Linked DNA regions of Mus musculus: regions 2, 3, 4, 5, 6 and 7 are each linked to region 1. A link is a contact called in public Hi-C, HiChIP or PLAC-seq and promoter capture Hi-C data. All regions are on one chromosome and are shown on one strand. The core of a region is the stretch at or near the end of the contact, and the rest is flanking DNA. Distances in the headings are between cores, read along the strand shown.

Region 1 (2,700 bases), core at 81-2,580:
ACAACATATGCTTAGTTAAAACTAGAAAATATTTTGCCAGCAAATGATTTTTAAGTTAGAAATCATATGTAAATACTGTAAATGGTCCTCTTAAACCCTGCCGTCGTCCTGGCCATTTCTTTTCCTACCTTTAAACCAGTCTGCCTTCTCCCAATCTGCTTGCTTAGTTTGCCATTTCAATGCAACTACTTGCAAAGCACATTAGTAAACATACACAAGTCTTGTCCTTTCGTCTGTCTTTCCCCTGTAGATGTATAAAGGCAGTCTATAAAGTGTCTGTAGTCACATGGCAGTCTTCTCTTATTTAATGAGGGTGACTGCCATTTGCAGTCTAATGGTTTTAAGTCATTTTCTTTTTTTTTTTTTTTTTCGGTTTTTCGAGACTGGGTTTCTCTGCGTAGCCCTGGCTGTCCTGGAACTCACTTTGTAGACCAGGCTGGCCTCGAACTCAGAAATCCGTCTGCCTCTGCCTCCCAGAGTGCTGGGATTAAAGGCATGCGTCACCACGCCCGGCTTTAAGTCATTTTCAATGAACCCATTTTAGTGATCCAAATTGTAAAATAAACTTCACATTAAGAAATCTTGTTTGTTTACCTTTAATAAATGCATAATTAGAGATTTTCATTTAGAATGCAGATGTAAGCAGTTTTAAAAGGAGTGTATTTTAAGACGAATTATTTGGCTCCAACATAAAATTGAGTATTTTACTTTGCATACTACCTAGCAATTCTGAGAACAGTTTCTTTTTCTTCTTTAATGAATGAATACACCAGACACAATCAAAGGATTATTTCAACTACCGAGTTGCCACTTTCAGGGCAGCATCCAGTGTGCCAGGCAACTTAAAGCCTTGGCACCAGGAGTCTGCAACATGCTTTCAGGGCCGGTGAGTGACGCTGTATGCCACTTTACAGTGCACCGGTCCCCCGTCACCAAGAGGGCGGATCCTCCTCCCGCACACCCGGAATGTGAGACTCTGGGTGTCTGGAGGGTGACACGGGACAGCCGGACAGCCCTGGTGCCCCCGCACGCGCGGCATCGCTTCTCCATGCCCGCCCCAGCACTGCGACCCGCGGGCACCCTAGCAGGCCTGCGGGGCCCGCTCCCAGCAACGGAGCCGGCGATCCGACAAGCTAGCTCCCGGGCTCTGCCCTCGCGATCTCCCGCAGGAGTCCGGCCCCAGTCGGCCAAGGTAGCACAGAGGCGCCCACGCCTTAACCGGTGGTACCCGCGTAGCTCCTTACCGGGTCTGAATCCTCCAGAGCAGCTGAGACAACGAACCAGAGAAGCCCGGCCCCGGATGAGATCGCGGCCATAGAGACCGGAAGTGCACCGTCTCCACGCGTCACTTCCGGCAGGCCAAGCAAGGGAAGCGTGAGGTGTTTGTGGGTCTTAAACTGGGGAAGGTGGCTGGCTTGTGCCAGTTTGTGGGTCGTGTAGTGTTTGTTTGTAAGGGCGCTGCACTGGAGTCCCCGGACACAAAGATAATGAGCGCCCAGTCTGTGCGGTCCCAGAATGTGCAGTCTAGATGACGGAAGGACTCTTGGGAGGAAGGTCTTCCTTACACGGTCCTTTGAATTGGACAATATATTTCAATGAATTTGAAATAGTAGCGAAATAGTGAGAGAGAGAGAGAGAGAGAGAGAGAGAGAGAGAGAGAGATAGACAGAGACAGAGACAGACAGAGACAGACAGAGAGAGGGGGGGGAGAGAGAGAGGGAGAGAGAGAGAGGGAGAGAGAGAGAGAGAGAGAGAGAGAGAGAGAGAGAGAGAGAGAGAGAGAGAGAGAGAGAGAGAAAGAGAGAGAGAGAGAGAGAAAGAGAGAGAGAGAGAGCCGAGGCTCCGCAGTGTCAGCGCACCAAGAGAGTCGCTGAGATGCAAGTCTGAAGAGACCTTCGGAGCACCTATTGCTTCTGAGTGGTACTTCATGATTGCCCTGCCTGGCGTTAATTCACAGTTGGTGGCCGGAGTTCATTTTTCAATAAAATTCTAGTCCTCCGTCCTATTAGTGCTCCCCCGCCCTCCCTCGCTCGGGAAGCCTCCCCCAGGTTTGTTCAGTGAGAAACGGCATGGACGTACACATTTAGTCCTCCATCAGGCTCTGTTTATTTTGCCTCTTAAATATTTGATCCACTGCCTCTTCTCGCCTTTTGTCTCTACTGACTGTCCCGTTCGTTCCTTGTCTCAGCTTTCACTGTGTTGGCCCGAATTTTTGCAGCTCATCTGGGCAGACGTTTTTGCCCAGATGTTTTACACAAGTGAACTTTTGAAAATATAAGTCAGAGCGCCAGATCCAATTGGTGTCTTCCAGACTAAACCCCTTCCATCTTTTCTCAATGTTGAGATGATATTCAAACTCTGGAAGAGCATTTGTTACAATCTCTGTCCTATTTAAGCTCTGTACGAAGGGGCCTTCTCCCATCTTCTTTTTGTTTAGCACCAGGATTTACATACGCTGTTCTGCTTACATAATACTCTGGTTTCTTTAATTATGTTCTGTTTCAAGTCTTCCAAGATTTTATTCTTATCTAAGCCTCTGAAACATCCTCTCCCAGGCCATGCTTTTTGATTCTTTTCACAGAGGATTGTATAATAAGTTTTACTGTATCCTGATTGCCTCTCACATAATTGATCCCCATTCCTTACTACATCCGTTAGCTGGATAAAGAGTTAAAATGGGCCCAGTTTTCCTTAAATGGA
Region 2 (2,937 bases), core at 61-2,560, 770 kb before region 1:
TCTCACTTTGTAGGTAATCAACACTGATATCCTTCACTACTTTTTATATGTTTGCGTACCATCTGGTAGGAGGGCAAATAAACAGACACATTATTATACTGCAGTGTGTGAGGTGATGACATGGTCTGATGAGAGATATGAGACAGGACGTGGGAGGAGCAAGGGTAGTCAGCATGTTAGCTGAGTCTCAGGCAGACACTGAATCATATACAGGAGCCACAGGAACTCAAAGCACAGTGGATTTGCATGTCAAGAAACAAAACAGATTCAGAAGAAATCTCAACCAGTTGATAAAGGGGGCAATGTCAGTTTCAATGGGAACTACCAAACCCTTGCTTTACTTTTCCTGTGTGTGTATGTGTGTATGTGTGTGTGTGAGTGTATAGAAAAAAAATCAAAGTTAAGCAGAGAAATTGATTTTTACTAACAGATGCAAAAGAAACTCTAACTCCTGTCACAAACAAATAAACTATTTTTTGCAACATCAAACAAAAGAAAAAATGGGGAGGAATGAGGAAAAAAGGAAAGAGAAAGAAAGACAGACAGACAAGACCCTTGGGCAAGAATTTTTACAATCATCCTGTTTCTAGGTCAGATTCTCTTGGTAGGAAACAAACAACAACAACAACAACAACAACAACAACAAAACCACCACCAATAACAAAAGCCCAGGCCTGGAATAAGAAGACGACGCTAGGAATGCATTCTCTACACCATCAGACTTTTAACACATGAACAGCCAGGCTAAGCAGACGTTGAAAGGAGGACTGGACTAGGGAGAATACGTTAAAAAATGACTCATAAATGAAGAATGGTGCATTCTTAGAAGGCCCCTGAGTTTACGTTAGGTAAAAGCAAAATTTAAAAGTACACAGAATGATCAAGCAATGAACCATTTTCCAGTTTTCTCCACAAGAAAACATCTCAATATGCTTTATAAAATATAATCCCATATTTTAATGTGCATAAGCAAATGAATTCTGGAATTAAAAAGAACTAAAAATCAATTCCATACAAGACAGAATGAGAGGTTGGGAATATATTTTTACAAAAAACAAATGACCTCTTTGGTTTTCTTTATCAGGTACACAGGAAGGGTGCCTTGAAATTCTAAAAATAGAACCAGGAGTGCTACTTGTGTATGTGTGTTTTAAGAACTAAAATCACCATGTAGAAAGGCATGCAGGAAGCACACTAATGTCATTAAAATATAATTGGACTTGCAGGAACAATCACTGTGCTGTGCTGTAAGGGGAGCTGTTGGCACGTGCAGAGCACAGAGCCAGCGTGAGCTCATCAGCCGGTCTCGGCAAGACCCACTTCCAGCTAGAAGCAGCCATGTTGCAATCCCTCGCATCCCTGATGCTGACAAGCTAAAGGACTTGTTTTGTCTCTGGAAATTCGTCTCTGGTGATTAAGTGCTTACAGTGAATACCGATCACATGAAAGAACAGTTCTGAAGAATCCGAATGAGTGCCCTGTGTCCTCTACCTGCAGCCCTGGCTTGTCTTTGAATCTAGATAGCGCTAGGCAGGGCGACTGCAAACTAGAATCAAGGAAGCATTCCCCACCTCCTCTACCCCACGTAACAAATATATTCCCCAACTTTTAGTAGAGGGCACAGTGTAGAGACAAGAAATCCTCTTTAACCTCTGGACTCTAAATCAAATATTATTACAATAAAGCAAATGTTTTAAAGGTTAGGAGTAATCATATGGATGAATCTGCAGCAAGAGTTTGAGAGTTAGTAACTATCTGTGTCCTCAAGTCCCAGGTTAAAAATTTACCCAAAATTGTCAGTTCTTAGGAACTGCACCTCAGATTAAAATCTTCTCACCAGGGATTCTCTAAGAATTTGCTCTTGTTTTAAATCGTAAGTGCTTGTAAAACTGCCAGCCCTGCAAAACTGGAGACCATTAAACAATATAAAGCAGTGAGTGATTAAACCCACCAAATACACACTCAAAGCAGCTTATGCTACTTTTTAATTAAAAATAAGAGATCATTGGCTAAATTCACATGTCTTAGCTATCCAGAAATTAGTAGTCTGCAAATGCAAACTGTTACCGAGAAAGGCATGCACAAAACCACACACAAGGTAAGAGGTGGACTGGATGGAGCTCTGAGTCCAAGGCCTGAAGTTGACCTAATTTACCCAGGGCATACCCAGACATCTCCAAGCTGCAGTGTGAGGACTCCATGTGGCATCATTAGCAGAGGCCTCCAAGGAGACAAGGTGTCCACCTTCTTGTCAGGCAATGCGTTAGATCACAGCATATCGAGGCACTGAGGCATGAGGTGTGTAGATGACTAGTGGAGGTGTTACTGCTATTCTTAAATACCCCTTAACCTAACCAATAAGCATTTCTTGAAATAACCATAAGCTCTTGGTGAAAGAAGCCCAGGAACTTAGGAGTTAATGGCATCACTTGAGACAGAAAGAAATTTTTTACTGCAAAGTTAGAAGTAAATAAACATTGCAGCTTTAAGTTGTTCCTACTTGTTTAAAGTCAAGAAAGGCCAGGGGGCTTAGTCAACTTCAGGCAAGGGGCCAAAACTGTGAAGATGAGATTTAAGGCTGGGATGATATCATTCACTATGAAGTCTGCTCTTTCTGAAGCATGAGAAGTTTTACTGGTGAAACCTTACCTCAACTACAGCTTTTTATTTTTAACCTCTGTTTTCTTCCCCTCTCAGGAATGATTTTCCAAATATGCTCCCTGTCTTATATGGAAAGTTTATAAATTTGCTTTCTGTATTAGACATGGTCTTACCTAAAAAGCTTGCCCTAAAGTAAAGAACCGGCACTTGGTAACTACAAGAGTATAAGACATGATACTCATGTTTAATCACTTCTGCCACCGCTGCAGGTCTCGTCACTTCAGAATCATCCATTGGTAGCTCTAAATTCTCCTGGGGGGGGAAAAAAAGCAGAGA
Region 3 (2,921 bases), core at 393-2,892, 770 kb after region 1:
CAGAAATGGTTAAATTAGAAGAAAACAATCAAACAACGCGCTTTCCTTTTATATTCTTGTTTTTATTCAAATTTTCACTTGGTTAACGGTCATACAATGGTTGTTAAGGCCCAAACTTCTCTAACTACTGAGATAATATAGGTTCCTCTTATCCTAGGCCTCCTCCTTGGTGGAATCAGAAGCTCTCTACCCTGGGTTGATGACAGTTTTGTCTCAAGTTGTATCTGCTTCTGGCGACTTCTACCGAAAGCTGCTAACGGTTCTCCTTTTCCCCACCAGAGATTTCTTTGCAACACGGGCGTTGAAGCGGTTATTCCGAGCCTTCTTAGTAAAGCAAACATCCGGGCTCCTGAGGATCTTCGGTTTCCTAATCGTGCCTTCCGTTGCCCTCGTGGTATGCTTGAAAGCGTCCGTCTTGTCTGCTTCCGCTAACTTCGGACATTTCTTGTCCTGCTCACAGGACATCTGCAAAGGCTTCTCGTGCCCCAGTCCCGCTTCGTGGAGATGGAAATCCTTGAGGATGTCTACCCTCTGTTGTAGGACCTGACATTCATTCTCTAGCAGGGCTGCGATCAAATGCAGCGCGTGGGTGTCATGGCTTAGCTTCTTCACCTGCTCCTCCAGCTTCTGCTTGGTGGATAGCCCATTGTTGGGTTGGTTTTGCAAACAGGCTCGATCCTTGTCAGTAGTTTCTTGGGTTTCGTTCTGGCATTCCTGATATGACCTCATTAGTTCGCTGAGTTCGTTATGCTGTTTACTCCAGTGATCTGCTTCCTGCAGTAACTGCTCCATGTTGTTCCTGAGTTTTCTGTACTCTCCGCGAAGGTGAAGGGATCCATTCCGCGGTCTTTTCACGCTCAGCAGCATGCCGTCGAAGCCTCTCGTTTCTTCTGCATTGCACAGGTCCCTTGCAAACTTTGGTACCATGTTCTTAGCACTCTGGTTTTTCAATAACATCTGCTTCATTGTGTTCTGTTCTCTCTCTGGGTCGAAATGAATGAATAGATCATCTTTAAATCGTATTTTATTTTTCTTCTCAACACCTCTGACGTTAAGTTCTGACAGGTCTTCAGGAATATAGGCATCATCAAAAGGCTCCCCAACTGTAGACTTCTCTTCAACGCCTGCTATGTTTTTGAGAACATCCTTAACGTCTTTTAAGAGATTGCTAAATTTCTGTACCCTCCCTCTTTTCTCTACTGGACAGATGCTATTCTTTGGTGGTGGGAAGGAGTGGTAGCAGACAGTGGGGAGTGATCCGATTTCAAGGAGGGAAATGGTGATCCCAGAGTTCGGTGGTTCTTGCTTAGCACCAGGAGCAGGGTTAGGAGATGGACACCGGGCGGGCATCTCCGCTGAGTTGTCTGTGTCCGACATTGGGACCTGAGGACCCAGAGAGTCCAGGGAGAGCAGATGGCAGTCTCCTGGGAGTCGGTGGAGGAGATGGAACCAGGCAGGAGTTATGGGCCAGAGTTAATGACTGACCCCAGGGAGGTGGTATTCAGGTAGAAGGTTACATCTCAGACAGCCCAGGGGGAGGAGGTGGGAAGGGGGACCTGGAGCTGGAGCTCCATCTCCCTTCTGCTAGGCTTCTGGTATTTTCTCTGAGGCCCCAGCTACTAGGTCTTTATTCTGTCATTGCCCCTCTGGGGCAACACATTCTGTTTCTTTTACATCACAATGGGAGTCCCTTAGATTCCTGTCCCACAACTCAGACACCACAGCCAACCTTACTCCTCCCACATGCCTGCCCCTCTCTTCTCTCCTAGGCTCTTCATTCTAAGAGCATTACAGCAATTTCCTACCTCACCCTCCCACCCCCCTGCCTTACCACACCACACCACACCACACCACACCACACCACACCACACCACACCACACCACACCACACCACATCGAGCCAACCACAACCACGGTGTTCCACCTGAGGGTAAATATAGTTGAGAGAAAGCACAGCAGGCTGAATAAGAATTCTTTCATAGAAGGAGGAAGTGTTGCTCCAGCTGTAGGAGAGATGTTGTGGAAGAGTTAGGAATGTGTGGTGATGTCAGTGAGAATGGCCTCCATAGACTCGTAGATCTGAATACTTGGTCACCAGGGAACGGAACTATTTGTAAGGATTAGGAAGTATGATCTTGTTGGAGGAAGTGTATCACCTACGGGGTGGGCTTTGAGGGTTCAGAAAGTCTATTGCAAGCCCAGAGTATACGTCTCTTCCTGCTGCCTGCAGATCCAGATGTAGAACTCTCAGTTCCTTCTCCTGCACCTTGTCTGCCTGCATGTCACCGTGCTTCCCGTTGTGATAACAATGGACTAAACCTCTGAATTTGTAAGCCAGCCCCAATGAAATGCCTTCCTTTTGTAAGAGTTTCCATGGTTACGTTGTCTCTTCATAGTCATAGAACATTGACTAAGACAGGATAGAAAGCAGAACTTCTCAAAGTGCTCCATCTTTAGTGATTTTTGGACACTAATGTGAGAAATCTTTTCATTCAAAAATATTCTACTGAATGGTAAGAGGCTATTGGCATGAGTCAACAGCACAGTTATAAATTCTCTCTCGGTCCCTCTCCCTCTGTGTCTGTCTCTCTCTGTGTGTCTCTGTCTGTCTGTCTCTCTGTCTCTCTCCTTAGGGGGAGGGTCAGGGGGAGGACAGGGCAGGGAAGAACCCAGGGCTTTCTAGATAGTACATGAGTGTTCTGCCTCCAAACTGTATCCTCAGTCCTCCACTTGGGAATCTTTTTAAAATGTGGCACTTTTAAGATAGGCTTTCTGAATGTATTTATGACTCTTCCAGTCAGTGATAAAAAGCTTGGCCACTTCTCATAGTACCTGATTAAAATGACAATGTGTCTAAAGCATTTGAAACAACTCAGTTCAATCATTATATATATATATATATATGTATTATATATATATAC
Region 4 (2,886 bases), core at 291-2,790, 790 kb after region 1:
TGATTCAGTCTTTACTTGAATTTGCTAAGTAGCTGAACATGACTTTGAACTCATTATCTTCTTGTCTCCACCTTCCTCCTGGTGGGATTCCAGACACATGTACCACCATACCAGGTTTTGTTCGATGCTGGGAACTGAACCTAGGACATCTTGCATATAAGCATGCACTCTATGAAGTAAATCACACCCCCTAGCCAAATCATCTGTTTCTTTAGCAATTTAAAATAAGTACTCTGGGTTAGGCATGGTATTGGATGTATAGGCTAGGGGTTCAAAGTCGTCCTTTGCTATATAAGCATCAAGCTACACGAGACCCTGTCTATAAACAAACAAAATCTCCAGCTGAATCTATTTTAAAAGCATTTCTAAAAAATGGACCTAAGCCAGTAGTGGTGGCACATACCCTTAGAGCAGCACTCAGGAGGCAGAGGCAGGAGGATCTTGAGTTTAAGGCCAGCCTGGTCTACAGAGTGAGTTCCAGGATGGCTAGGGCTACATGGGGAAACCTTATCTCAAAAAAAAAAAAAAAAAACAAAAAAACAAAAAACAAAAAAACAAAAAACAAAAAACCAAGAAGAAGAAGAAGAAGAAGAAGAAGAAGAAGAAGAAGAAGAAGAAGAAGATATGAAGAAATGGACCTAAACTGTTCTTAAGTAACTGAAACCTGACTACGAATAAACAGACAGAATTCATGGAACTGCCTTCCTTCCAGGAAGGAAATTCTGCCTTTTGTCTCTCACAAAGACATCCTCAAAAGAAAGCCTTCTATTGATTTCATGAAGGCAGCTAACTGGCTGTGGTTCGGATCCAGCCAATCACTTCCAAAGACCTCATACTTCAAAGATGCTGTGAATATAATGACTCAAAGAGACACCAGGGGGCCTTTGTTGAAATGTAATCTGAAAAGATAGGCCAAGGTAAAAAAAAAAAAAAAAAAAAAGAAAAAGAAAAAAAAAAGAAAAAAGAAAAAAAAAGCCCATTATTAAAGAAATAGACCCAGACCTCTAGTACTGCTTTTAGGAAATTAAAGTACATTAGTGAGGAACGTTGAGGTTGGGAGAGAGGGAGTGTAAGAAACATAATTTAAAGACCATTTTGAATGACTCAAACGTCATTTTGTGTACTTGGAATAATGTAACGCATATAAGATATAAGTTTGTCACTGGGCAGCTCTGATAAGAGTTAGGCCCCAAAAGCAAGCCCCTGGCAGACCACCCAGCAGCTCAGACCTGAGCTCAGCCCAGGTCTGGCCCTGATATGCTAATGAGATAACCCCAACAGGCTGTTGATGAGCTGGTGAACAGGCTCCGCCAGGCTGTGAGCCCTAAGAGTGGCAAGGCTACCAAAGAAATGATACAAAAATTGGAACGATGGGAATATTCTGTAGGACCTCACTGTCACGATCCTTAGACACCTCGCCTCTGGCTCGTGTTCATAAGCATCACCAAGAGGACTTGAGACTGGGCGTGGCCCTGGCTTCAGTGACCTCTCTTGCTGAGGCCACACAGGGCTGTCTGTCAGCGATAGTTATTGGCCTGTGCTCTTTAGGACCTCCCAGACCACCATCCGCGCTATCTTCCTGCCAGCAACAGCTGAAGAACCTCACAGAGGATGTGGGCCGAGCCTGCAAGCTTCCATAGATAGCATCCTCCCCCGGATTCCCCAGTGGACCCTGCAGCAGCATTTCTGCCCAAACAACCATTCATCTCCTGCTTGTTTAACTTTTATGTTAGCAGCTCCTATAAGGAATGTTGTTGTGAATAAACCGAGCATGTTTGATAGACAAATCTTGTGTGGACATCCTAACTGCTGAGAGTCTTACAGCCCACAGGCTGTGCTCTTGGCAGGAGGGAGGTATAAATTGCCTTTGTCTCCCTTACTCTGACAACCTCAACTATAAGCTGTGTTTACTTGAAATCAGGAGAGTGAATATTTTGTGGATTGAATTTTAAAATCAAAGCAGAATAAATTTCCCTGGTATGTAGAAGAACAGAAATGAACCATCTTTTAGAAATGCTTTTTGAGATTTCATAGTAAACGTGTATAGTAACTGCACTATTATTTCCCTAAGTCACACAAATATATTTCATGTTAACCAGGCTGGACATCAAACCCAGGGCTTCATGCATGCTAAATGAGCACTTCGTCAATTGAACTGCATCCTTAGCCCCCAATATTTATCTTAGTGAAGCTGAAGATACTCAGTAGTAAGTAGGTAGCATAAATGTTAGTGTGCTTAGCATCTGTAAGACTTTGGATTTGAGGCCTGGCAACTCTCCAATACACTGCTTGAAAACTTCTTACATAATTTAAGATGCAAAGGTGTATTCAACATGCTACTGTATTCCAGGGTAGATGTGTCACTCTGGGGATGCCAGGGGATCCTAGCAGATGAGATTTAGCCACTCATCCCCAAAGAATCACAGGGAAAAAAAACCCCAAAAACCTTTATTCCCCTTGCTGTCAGGAAGACATAGCTAAGTGCCAGGCCCCTTTGGGGTGCCAAAAGCAGCCTTAGATCACACAGGACCAGAACAAAGGCAGAGTCAGGGCAGTTTGATTGCAAATGGTCGAGGTCAGGTCACACAGTCGGGCTGGCTATTATCTGAGGACTTTTCTCACAGCCTTGTAAATGTCAAGGAAATTGCTGCTCAGGGGCAGTCTGCCTTTGACTCACAGGATGTCTGTCTATTACAGCTGTGTGATTCTGGACTTTATGATAAACAGAGGGTAAGAACAACTCAGAAAAGGACAGAAACAAAATGAGTCAGGCTAATTGGATCCCCTTCTAAAGGATTTGTAAACACCTGAGTGTAGACAAACTAAAACCCAGAGCGCACCTTGTACATCTATCTCAGTGACGTCTCCTTATGGCTGGCAGCAGAA
Region 5 (2,732 bases), core at 26-2,525, 840 kb before region 1:
AAGGGAACACCCCATTTTAAGGGCCGATGTCTCCTCTATCTATGATACAATAAAAATCAGAGAAAGTTTTGTAAGTCATTTTTAATGCTTTTGATTCTAATTTTAATTAAAATTTAAATAATTTTAACTCCCAAATTTCATCTTAAAATGGCAGTCAGTGTTTCCCTGGAATGACACGAATGCTAAACTGTAACAGCATGGCCGTAATCGTAACTATAATCTACATGGTTGGCTTATAATGATGATATGCAATGCATGAGAAGACAGCAGGTCAATAATGGAGCCGTGCACACAACGCTCCTTTCAAAATCTGTATTTGCATTTCTATTACTGAGATCATTTCCTAATAATGAAGTTGCCATGAGAGAAGTCCCCATTACGAAGGAAGCAGTGTTACAGAAACAGCATTATTAAAGCATCGCTGTGTACAGGAACTTTTATTAGGGTGATACAAGTTATATATCATTGTAATAAAGTTCCTATTATAACTTTAATTGCATAAAGCTGTGTTTGAGTATAGCAATGTGAGAGCTGCAGGACTTTTAATAAACTATCAAAATAATGCTTTGGTAATAGGATTGTTTAGCATAGTAATACTTCAGGGAAGACCAAGCTCACTAATGGATGATGCTTATTTCACTGATTATACATGCTCTATCAAGAATTAAAATGAAAAAAAAATGGGAAAGAGATGAGACATGATCTCTGATGCAATATGCTAATATATGCATGGAAACACACACATTAGTTCTCTTTAATATAACAAATCAATATCTCCAATTCATCTGTTCATGGAAGATTGTAATCTGGAAATATGGCCATCAATGACTATAATAATTAAAAGATTTAATGCTCAGGTTGAAGGCTTGCTGGCAATCTAAATGCTAACAAAAACAATGAGAAAACCTACAAACATGCTGACATATGCTGAAAAGTGCCTGCTAGAAAAATTAGAGACATATGAGCTTTAAGAACTTAAACACACACATGCACACATACCATGAATTGACTTTAAATGATTAATTTCTTCCCTTCAACCAAGAAACAGGGCTATACATTCATTATGTGCACACTCAAAGATGCTTGTACACATTGTCTGCTTCAGAGTTATAGCTACAAGTTAAAACTTCACTTAGGTTCACAACAGGGAACTTTAGTATATTTGTTATTTATGTATTTACACTTTTTTTTTTTTCAAAATTCTCTAATAGAGTCAGTCTTGGGCTGTTCCTCCTGGAAACATGTAGAACATCCGCCAGCAGAGACCGCCAGAGAGCCATCCACCACACTGTAGGCATGGATGCTAGGCTTGCTGCTGAGGAGAAACAGGCAGAGAAGGAGCCCGGCTGTGACAGGCTGACATAAGCTAAGGAGATGGAGACCACAGCCAGTGCTACAACCACCACATCTTCCCCCTCAATAGAGAAGCCAACGTCATTGGTTCTAGACTCCTGTGGCCTGTCTAGGAAGCAACAGCTGGCTAATCTGGAATCTGCTTGAAAAGCTAAGTGCTTTTCTTTATAAGAAAGCATCTCCTTGCCACAATGCCGTCTTCATACTGCCTTCCAGCTGTGAAGGTTCACAAACATGTGGGTACGGTCAACTTAAAACCCAGGATGTTCGTCTTCCCTAGTGACTCACGTGATTCAAAGGCAAACATGAGCAAAAAGCTCCTCTAATGCTATAGCTCTCATGTCTTTGCATTAACTGAGGGGCACTGTAATAGTTAGCTGGTATGGTAGTTTTTAAGATTACAACATTCTCCTTCAAATATGATCTAGCCAAACTACTTTGCACTGGCAATGAGGAAATCTATTTCTTAAATTCACAAATCTTGGAGTCTTTTACTTGGTACATTTTCATACTGAACAAGTACAGGGCTCAATTATTGTGTCAGTTGACTAAACATCTGCATATCTGCTATGTGGTGACACCCACATATTTGTAGAAATATCAGTTTTCATGCATAAAACAAAAAGTTTAAACCATGTAATTTTGAAAAATCTAACTTTCGCATTCCTTTAGTTTTACAGCTGACAACAGACACAGACCTTTTTCTTTAACTCAAGTGAACAACCCATTCTGTCTACTCAAGACCTCCAGAGACACCAACTCCCCATAGTGACAGGAAGAGCCTTTCAGATGAACACCTCCAGAGGCTCAGAAGTTCACTTTCACTGAAGGACTGTTTTGAAATCTCCTTTCACTTCATTGCTCTGACCCCTTAATTCTCCAAAGCATCTTTCAGCACCCCCACCCCCACCCCCACCCAAAGCACAGCTTCCACCAAACACTCCCATTTCTTTTCACCTATTGGAAGTTAGTCCCAAAATGAACTCTGGCGAGCATCTCTCCTCCAGCCGGCTCTAGTTCAGGCTTTTCATTCTTTCTCCGTTTTCATTCACTACAGAAACTCAAATGCTAACCTGATATCATCCCTTGCTCAATCATTTTGGGAACATAAATCTCTGTCAACAACCAATCAGAGCTCTGCGTCACAGGATAATGCCTGATTAATAGATTTGGGGTTTGCCTGGCTAAAAATCTATACCTACATGATAAAGTCTCAACTGCAAAGGTCTCTGTTTTTCTTGTAACTTGGTCCAGACAACTTTTCCAGACCGTCTTTTAGAGTATGCCTAATCACAGAACAGAGAGAAGGCTTCGGTGTGTACCTACCACATACCAAAGCATAATCTAAGCCCTAAACATCCTGCTGGCAAACACAACCA
Region 6 (2,808 bases), core at 308-2,807, 800 kb after region 1:
GGAAGGAACTCATGCATGCTGGGAAGTTCTGTACAAAGGAGTTCCACGCCCTATCTCTCCAGGTCTTTAAGAGGCATGCTCTCTCTAGGATAGTGACATCAGTACTCAGAAACCCTCAAGCTAGTGCTTGCATAGGGCTGGCAAACAAACAAAAGCAAAACAGGAGTCCACTACGAGGTCTCTGATCCTAATCCAGTGACACTGGGACACTGGGTGAGGGGTCTCCTAAAAGAGTGGGTAAGTTCCAGCTCAAAGGTTTGGACAGTTTACCCCCCTCCCCCACCTCTTGGTCGGTTCCCACAAAGACAAACTCTTGGTGTCAGACCGGTTTCCCCAGGGGCTGAAGTTCTAAGTCTAGTGACCGCCCTGCAGCAAACAATGGAGCTCGCTGTGAAGCCCTGCGGAGGTCCTGGCTCTGAGTTACAGGCTGCCACCCAGCAGGTTGCTCCTCCCACACCTTCTTATTTTTAGTTACAGCCACTGTCTTCATAACTTTTCTTAACCGCCAAGTAGGGCTCGGTTGTGTGTGTTACTCTAAACTCCTGGATCTAAGACGCCAGAAGATTCAGCGTTGGTAATAACTAAAGCACGGATTATCAAAAACAGTTTTTTTTAGTTTCTATCTCCTAAAGTTCCCAAGACACTATAGGCAAAGGCTCTGTCCAGGGAAGGTCAAGTCCTGGGTTTTGTGCCTGAGGATCAGACGCTAGGCTAGGATTGTCAGCTAGGCGTTTTCACTTCCCAAGGCTTTAGGCAAGCTATTCAAGTTACTTATCCGCTGTCACTTTCCTCACACGGGTACAGCAATGTTTATCTGAAATACTCTTCCAACCAAAAAGGCATTGGTGTAAAAATCATACTAACAGAAATGGTTTTACATTTGAAGTAACCGTGAGAAGAGATTCAGGTAGAGAGCAAAACTTGGCACTCCCTTGGCATCCAACAAGCAAATGTTGGAATCCTCCTTTCAACGTGGGTCAGCTGAGAGGCAACTAGGACCCCAACCTAGGTTCCCAGATCGACTCTCGGTCAGAGTTCCGCGGGAACAGCAGGTGGAACAGCTAGGCGCCTGGGGAGACCTGGCATCTGAGGGGGTGCGGGAACAGAGGGGTTTCCCGAACGTGGATCTGGTAGATGCCTGAGGAGTAAGGCGATCGCAGTCCCATACCAGTGGCGCCCTCGTGGAGGGACCAGCGCAGGGCATTCGGGAGGGAGTCTTCCTCTAGGGCTACGGTTTTAACTACCAAAGGCAAGCGGATCTAGTTTACTGGATCCGGGGCGGAGGAGCGCCGCGAAACCCGGCGGGTCAGTAAAACCCGAGAGCTTGTAAAGACTGCATTCCCTTGGTCTAACTCCGGCGGAAGTGCCAGAGAGGAAGAAGCCCACTGTGCTGCCCGGAAAGGGGCGGGGCCATAGCCATCCGCCGGGCCGCTCAAGGGGCGGGGCCTAGGATATGGGGCGGAACCTACACTCGGGGCGGTCTTAGGGCGGAGCCTGTGGGGCGGGGCTTGGCGGCGGTTGTTTTCGGGCCAGGGTACGGGGCTCTCAGCTGGGCTGCTGGGCTCGGGGATAGGAAGCAAGACGAGCTTCTTCAGTCGCGCGCTCGCGGACCAAGCCGAGAGGGCCCGAGTGACGGGCCCAGCGGGCAGCGTCCCCGAGGCGAGGTCGTCGGCCGCGGTGATGTCTGCCCGGTGCTGTGCTGGCCAGGTGAGCGAGGCGGGCTGCCGCGCGGGTTATCAGAATCGCGGACACCGACGCGAGCCAAGCTCGAGTTCTGGAAACCCTGTGGGCGGGAAGGGACGCGGGGAAGCCCGAGAGGCAACCCCAGCGACCTCGGTGTTCGGCCTCCGGGATTCCGGGCTGGCAGGGCGAGCGGGTCTGGAGCTGAGGATCCCATCGGTTCCCAGGACGTGTCACCTCCGGTCGAAGCCTCGAGTAGTGGCTCTGAGTTCCGTAGCTCTCCTGCCACTGCACTGCCTGTGGGATAAATCCAGGAAAAACGTGGGGTTGGACAAGATCTCTGTTTCTGTACTCCGAGCACAACTGGTCAGTCCGAGCAGGGCGGCCGCGTTTGGCATCTCCAGGTCTAGAACATGGGGCTCTGTATTCACGAGAACGTCTGGATATCCGATTTGCAAACTCCCGGACACAAGTCTAGGCACAGGGAAGGCTCAGCCCTGCTTTATGGGTTTACCGACCGGACCCTACCCAACCCTGACTGGGCACGAGCCTTCGCTCCCTTCTTTGCAACTCATCTTGCTGGAACCTGTTTTGTAATCTTGCCAGTTAAATTCACGATATCCAAGCCATAGGAGGCTCCTAACTGGAGAGAATTATTAGGTTTTAGCCCTTTAATGCTAATTTCCCTTTTTTTTCCTGCAGGGTTAGAAAAACAACAGCGAACTAGGTAAAGCCATCTGGATGTCTTTCTCCCATGTTGTCTTTTTGTTAGGTTTTAAGGGGTTATAAAAAACAAAAACAAAACCTCGAATCTGATCGCGGTGGGTGGGCATTCAGGTGCAGGACTGGTCTTGTTTACTTTGAACGTCAGGACAATGGGAGCCAGCTGTACGTGCTGTAGGGGGTTAAGCTGTGTCTCTGGACCCATCAGGTTTAGTGGCCTATAGTAGTCCTGTCCTCTTAGAGGTGGCCCTGTATGTCAAGCTGGCATTTTTCAGAAATGAGGAAAGTGGGGCTTTTTGGTTTGAGTAAAATGATGCCCGTCCCCTCAATGTCTGGAAAGGAAGGACGAAGGAATATGACCCATTCAGGCTTTTTAGACCAAGAGGGGCAGAAAAGATTGTTTTC
Region 7 (2,816 bases), core at 190-2,689, 930 kb after region 1:
AGCAGCCATGGCAGTTGTCATCCATGCTTGGCACAGACCTAATGGGCTGACTTAATGTCACCCATGCGCTGTAAATAAGCCTAATGAGCTCATTGGTCCCCCAGGGTGAACTTGGGCAGAATCTATCTTTGCCTTGTCATTGGGACTAGGGTAGACATTGTTTACACCTCTCAAAGGGAGGAATTCTCACCCAGATGGGGAACTGGATGGCTCCACCCCTCCACCCCAGCCTATGGAGGGAAGCAAGCTGCAGAGACATTTTCCTGCTCTATAAGATGGGATTTTGTGTCTACCCCATTCACTTGAAAACGGTGTGCACAACTCCTAGACAGGGCCACTTGACAGCAAGCTTCTGTGGATGGTCAACTTCGTATCAAGTGGAGTAGTGATCGATTGTGTATCTGAATTCACACCGTTTAGCAGCACAGAGAGGGTAGCTGGAAAAACCGGCACAGGGTGTGCTCGTCCAGGGTCAGTCCTGGGAACGCTGGGATGAAAGTCATGGGAGCTCACAGTCCAGTACCAAAGGCAACGGGCAAAGGCTGTGCAGATCAGCATGGCAGGCTGCAGGATTAACTTTCAGGGGCGGTGGAACCTGTGCAGACGTGAATACAAATCACAACTATACACTGCACAGATCGGAAAGTCATTTTCCAAACGGTGGACACTGATCCAGGTCTGAGAGCTGGGCCAGGCCAGGAGGTTGGGCAGGCTGGCAGGGAGCTGGATCTGATGTCGGACTCAGTCTTATTTTCACCACTTTCCTGAACATTCTAAAGTGAGTGGTAGGACCGTAGTAAGTATGGAGAAGAAAGAGAGCTGCTAATGAAAAATGAGTGCCCATGACTAGCTGCAGCCTGTGCTCAATGGTCAACTGACACTCTGCCTTTGACAAGAGGCAGATTCCATGAACTTAGAGACCCTGCCAGGAAAAAAAGCAATTAACCAGAAGGAATCCACCCCAGGCTTGGCCGGACCCTGTTGGAGCTGGAGTGGGTGAGGGAGGCGGGTAAGTCTAGCAAAGCCACAGGGAAAGGACTGTGGTGTTTTTCAGGTACATTCCTAGACAGGGCTGTCCTCGGCCACAGATCCCAGAGTCCCAACTGAAGATGAACTGCTGGGTCTGGCTTGAATACCCAGCTAAATGCCACCTAGTTTCCGAGGCTGTGTGCCACTGCTGCCGTGAGGAATGATGGGCAGGCCAAGTGACGTGGCTTTCTGGTCCATTTCTGCACAGTCTGGAACATCTAAGAGAACGTTACACTGGGCTCTAACCCAGCAGCTAGGCCAGGAGCCCAGCTTTCTATGTGAATGCATTTTGGGCTAAAGTTTCCTCCCGCTGTGCTGTCTAGCACTTCTTACTTGGACCAGTGACATCTGCATGATCGGGAAGCATGTGGGGCATGCAGAAGCTCTGCCTCCCTGTCTCTAGTCAGAATATGCATTCAGGGCAACCTGGCTGAGAGCCAGGGGGCGCCATAGAGCAAGGAGCGGCACCCATACTAGCAGACGTTCAGCCCCAGTCAAAAGCCGCTGGATCTGATGTTGGACTCTCTGCTTCAGAGACGAGGCTGGCCCACAGCAGGAGCCTGCAGGGGGCTTCCCTTCAATGGGGTGGGAGAGCAGAAATGGCAAGGACCCTCACAGCTGCTGGCAGAGAGCACCGATTTATGGGTCACTTTCGCTATTTCGAGCAAAAGAGGCCGAGCAAGAGTTTAAACCAGGGCAGCCTCCTCTAGGTATGTGGGGGCTTCATGAGTAAATCCCAGGAACTCGGTAGCAAGCAGAGGTCTCATTTCCATTTTCCAGATGGTTGAGGGATAGATAGGGCTGGGATGTTGCCAGCTGGCTGAACAAACTCGGGACCCTCTCTTTGCTCTATTGGTGCCAGCTGGTTCTTGGGCCAGAGATGCAAGCTGTGCCCAGGCACACGTCATTCCAGGTCCCCGGAGACATGCCAGGCACCGGCTGTTGGTCTTTCTCACCAGAGCCAAGGCCCAGCCGTGGGTCTTCTCTCATAGGCACCGATGACCACGACTCTTTCTCTCTTCTCCATCTTAATGACCGGTATCACTTCTCAGACCACACACCGCACCTCACATAATGCCGCAGATAGATGTTGGCTACAGAATGGCTCAGGCAGGAATAAAGAGGCTGCCGTGTTCAAGGAGCTCAGAGAGCTGATGTACTGGGACTCTCTGTAGGGGACCAGATAAAATGTCTAATGAATGCACAGAGCTGCCAAATACAGATCCAGATGATAGGCCGTTTGGAATTGCCACTTTGAAGCGGGCACCAGCAGGAGAAAGTGCGCCTGAGTTAGAGCCAGGGTCCTAGGCTGGGGTCCTCCACTGCGGCATTTCTCCAGAGTAAGGTTCACGACCCGCACTTCAGTGTGCTGGTCACGTGTCAGCCTTGGGGTGCTACCTTCAGAGGCCTGCCCCAGCTTGTACATGGTGTGGTTGGTGAGCATGTGTCTCTAGGCTTTCCAATATGATTGTTATAGTCACAGGTGTAACTACTGGCATTAATGATCAAATTGGATCTGGGCGAGCAGGCAGACAATGGGCTTTCCCTTGTATAGACAAGCAGAGAACCACTCACTCACTTACTCACTCACTCACTCACTCACATTCAAAATGGGGTAAAATCCAGTCCAAAAGTGTGGCCAAATTGATCACAGCACCCATTACTTTCATAGCTACAACCAGAGTGATTGGAGAAGAAGGCGGTGCCCTTTTCTTGTGGAACTCAAGGGACTTCTGCCCAGCCATTCTGGGACAGACACTTTGCCTGGCCCAGGTGAGCTCTGTTCT

What was found. Promoter capture Hi-C pulls out the DNA fragments that hold promoters and counts their contacts. Hi-C and Micro-C count contacts between places; a contact is called where the count stands out from the background. HiChIP or PLAC-seq counts read pairs in DNA pulled down with a chosen protein or histone mark. Capture Hi-C pulls out chosen DNA fragments and counts their contacts.
Region 2: a contact with region 1 is called in a promoter capture Hi-C map of hippocampal neurons, with 4 times the contacts expected there. The contact joins the enhancer-like site here to the promoter of Zcchc9 in region 1. A contact is called at or near these places in 1 of 39 promoter capture datasets (hippocampal neurons), 1 of 484 Hi-C or Micro-C datasets (the N1E-115 cell line), 5 of 115 datasets of contacts at active chromatin or transcription factors (CD4 single positive thymocytes, embryonic forebrain, embryonic stem cells and 2 more) and 1 of 9 other capture datasets (adipose tissue).
Region 3: an H3K27ac HiChIP or PLAC-seq map of large pre-B cells shows a contact between it and region 1, with 2.2 times the contacts expected there. The contact joins the promoter of Spz1 here to the promoter of Zcchc9 in region 1. A contact is called at or near these places in 2 of 115 datasets of contacts at active chromatin or transcription factors (large pre-B cells and stem cell-derived neural progenitor cells).
Region 4: a contact with region 1 is called in a Hi-C map of the N1E-115 cell line, with 6 times the contacts expected there. The contact joins the enhancer-like site here to the promoter of Zcchc9 in region 1. A contact is called at or near these places in 2 of 484 Hi-C or Micro-C datasets (the N1E-115 cell line and regulatory T cells).
Region 5: an H3K27ac HiChIP or PLAC-seq map of DN3 thymocytes shows a contact between it and region 1, with 14 times the contacts expected there. The contact joins the enhancer-like site here to the promoter of Zcchc9 in region 1. A contact is called at or near these places in 10 of 39 promoter capture datasets (the 3T3-L1 cell line, the C10 cell line, cranial neural crest and 5 more), 4 of 484 Hi-C or Micro-C datasets (the G1E-ER4 cell line, the N1E-115 cell line, common lymphoid progenitors and 1 more), 17 of 115 datasets of contacts at active chromatin or transcription factors (DN3 thymocytes, the NIH/3T3 cell line, astrocytes and 12 more) and 3 of 9 other capture datasets (adipose tissue, liver and macrophages).
Region 6: a promoter capture Hi-C map of adipose tissue shows a contact between it and region 1, with 5 times the contacts expected there. The contact joins the promoter of Serinc5 here to the promoter of Zcchc9 in region 1. A contact is called at or near these places in 4 of 484 Hi-C or Micro-C datasets (B cells, CD4 T cells, embryonic stem cells and 1 more), 4 of 115 datasets of contacts at active chromatin or transcription factors (DN3 thymocytes, astrocytes, memory CD8 T cells and 1 more) and 1 of 9 other capture datasets (adipose tissue).
Region 7: a Hi-C map of the N1E-115 cell line shows a contact between it and region 1, with 9 times the contacts expected there. The contact joins the enhancer-like site here to the promoter of Zcchc9 in region 1. A contact is called at or near these places in 4 of 39 promoter capture datasets (the C10 cell line, cranial neural crest, embryonic stem cells and 1 more), 5 of 484 Hi-C or Micro-C datasets (the N1E-115 cell line, cerebellum, cerebral cortex and 2 more), 5 of 115 datasets of contacts at active chromatin or transcription factors (T-cell acute lymphoblastic leukemia, astrocytes, embryonic forebrain and 2 more) and 2 of 9 other capture datasets (liver and pancreatic islet).

Annotation. Positions count from the first base shown.
Region 1 is chr13:91,806,366-91,809,065 of GRCm38.p6, forward strand. Zcchc9 (zinc finger, CCHC domain containing 9) reads right to left here and starts at 1,331. Exons shown (of 6, transcript NM_145453.2): 1 at 1,245-1,331.
Region 2 is chr13:91,038,076-91,041,012 of GRCm38.p6, forward strand. It overlaps Atg10 (autophagy related 10), which reads right to left. Exons shown (of 8, transcript NM_025770.3): 4 at 2,775-2,913. Among named protein-coding and RNA genes, the nearest start is that of Gm46434, 110 kb to the left of the region's middle. Within about 2 kb of position 1,311, at least 128 of the 459 cell types and tissues checked have an H3K27ac peak or open chromatin away from gene starts, as enhancers often do. A contact at or near this core is called in the N1E-115 cell line and hippocampal neurons, where this site is marked.
Region 3 is chr13:92,574,590-92,577,510 of GRCm38.p6, forward strand. Spz1 (spermatogenic leucine zipper 1) reads right to left here and starts at 1,643. Exons shown (of 1, transcript NM_030237.3): 1 at 42-1,643. The coding sequence starts at 1,377. The coding sequence ends at 241.
Region 4 is chr13:92,591,626-92,594,511 of GRCm38.p6, forward strand. No RefSeq gene overlaps it. Among named protein-coding and RNA genes, the nearest start is that of Spz1, 17 kb to the left of the region's middle. Within about 2 kb of position 1,541, at least 80 of the 459 cell types and tissues checked have an H3K27ac peak or open chromatin away from gene starts, as enhancers often do. A contact at or near this core is called in the N1E-115 cell line, where this site is marked.
Region 5 is chr13:90,966,361-90,969,092 of GRCm38.p6, forward strand. All of the region lies in intron 5 of Atg10 (autophagy related 10), which reads right to left. Among named protein-coding and RNA genes, the nearest start is that of Gm46434, 36 kb to the left of the region's middle. Within about 2 kb of position 1,276, at least 26 of the 459 cell types and tissues checked have an H3K27ac peak or open chromatin away from gene starts, as enhancers often do. A contact at or near this core is called in DN3 thymocytes and the N1E-115 cell line, where this site is marked.
Region 6 is chr13:92,609,581-92,612,388 of GRCm38.p6, forward strand. It overlaps Serinc5 (serine incorporator 5), which reads left to right and starts at 1,558. Exons shown (of 12, transcript NM_172588.2): 1 at 1,558-1,707. The coding sequence starts at 1,681.
Region 7 is chr13:92,732,057-92,734,872 of GRCm38.p6, forward strand. No RefSeq gene overlaps it. Among named protein-coding and RNA genes, the nearest start is that of Gm41018, 26 kb to the left of the region's middle. Within about 2 kb of position 1,440, at least 22 of the 459 cell types and tissues checked have an H3K27ac peak or open chromatin away from gene starts, as enhancers often do. A contact at or near this core is called in the N1E-115 cell line, cerebellum, cerebral cortex and 1 more, where this site is marked.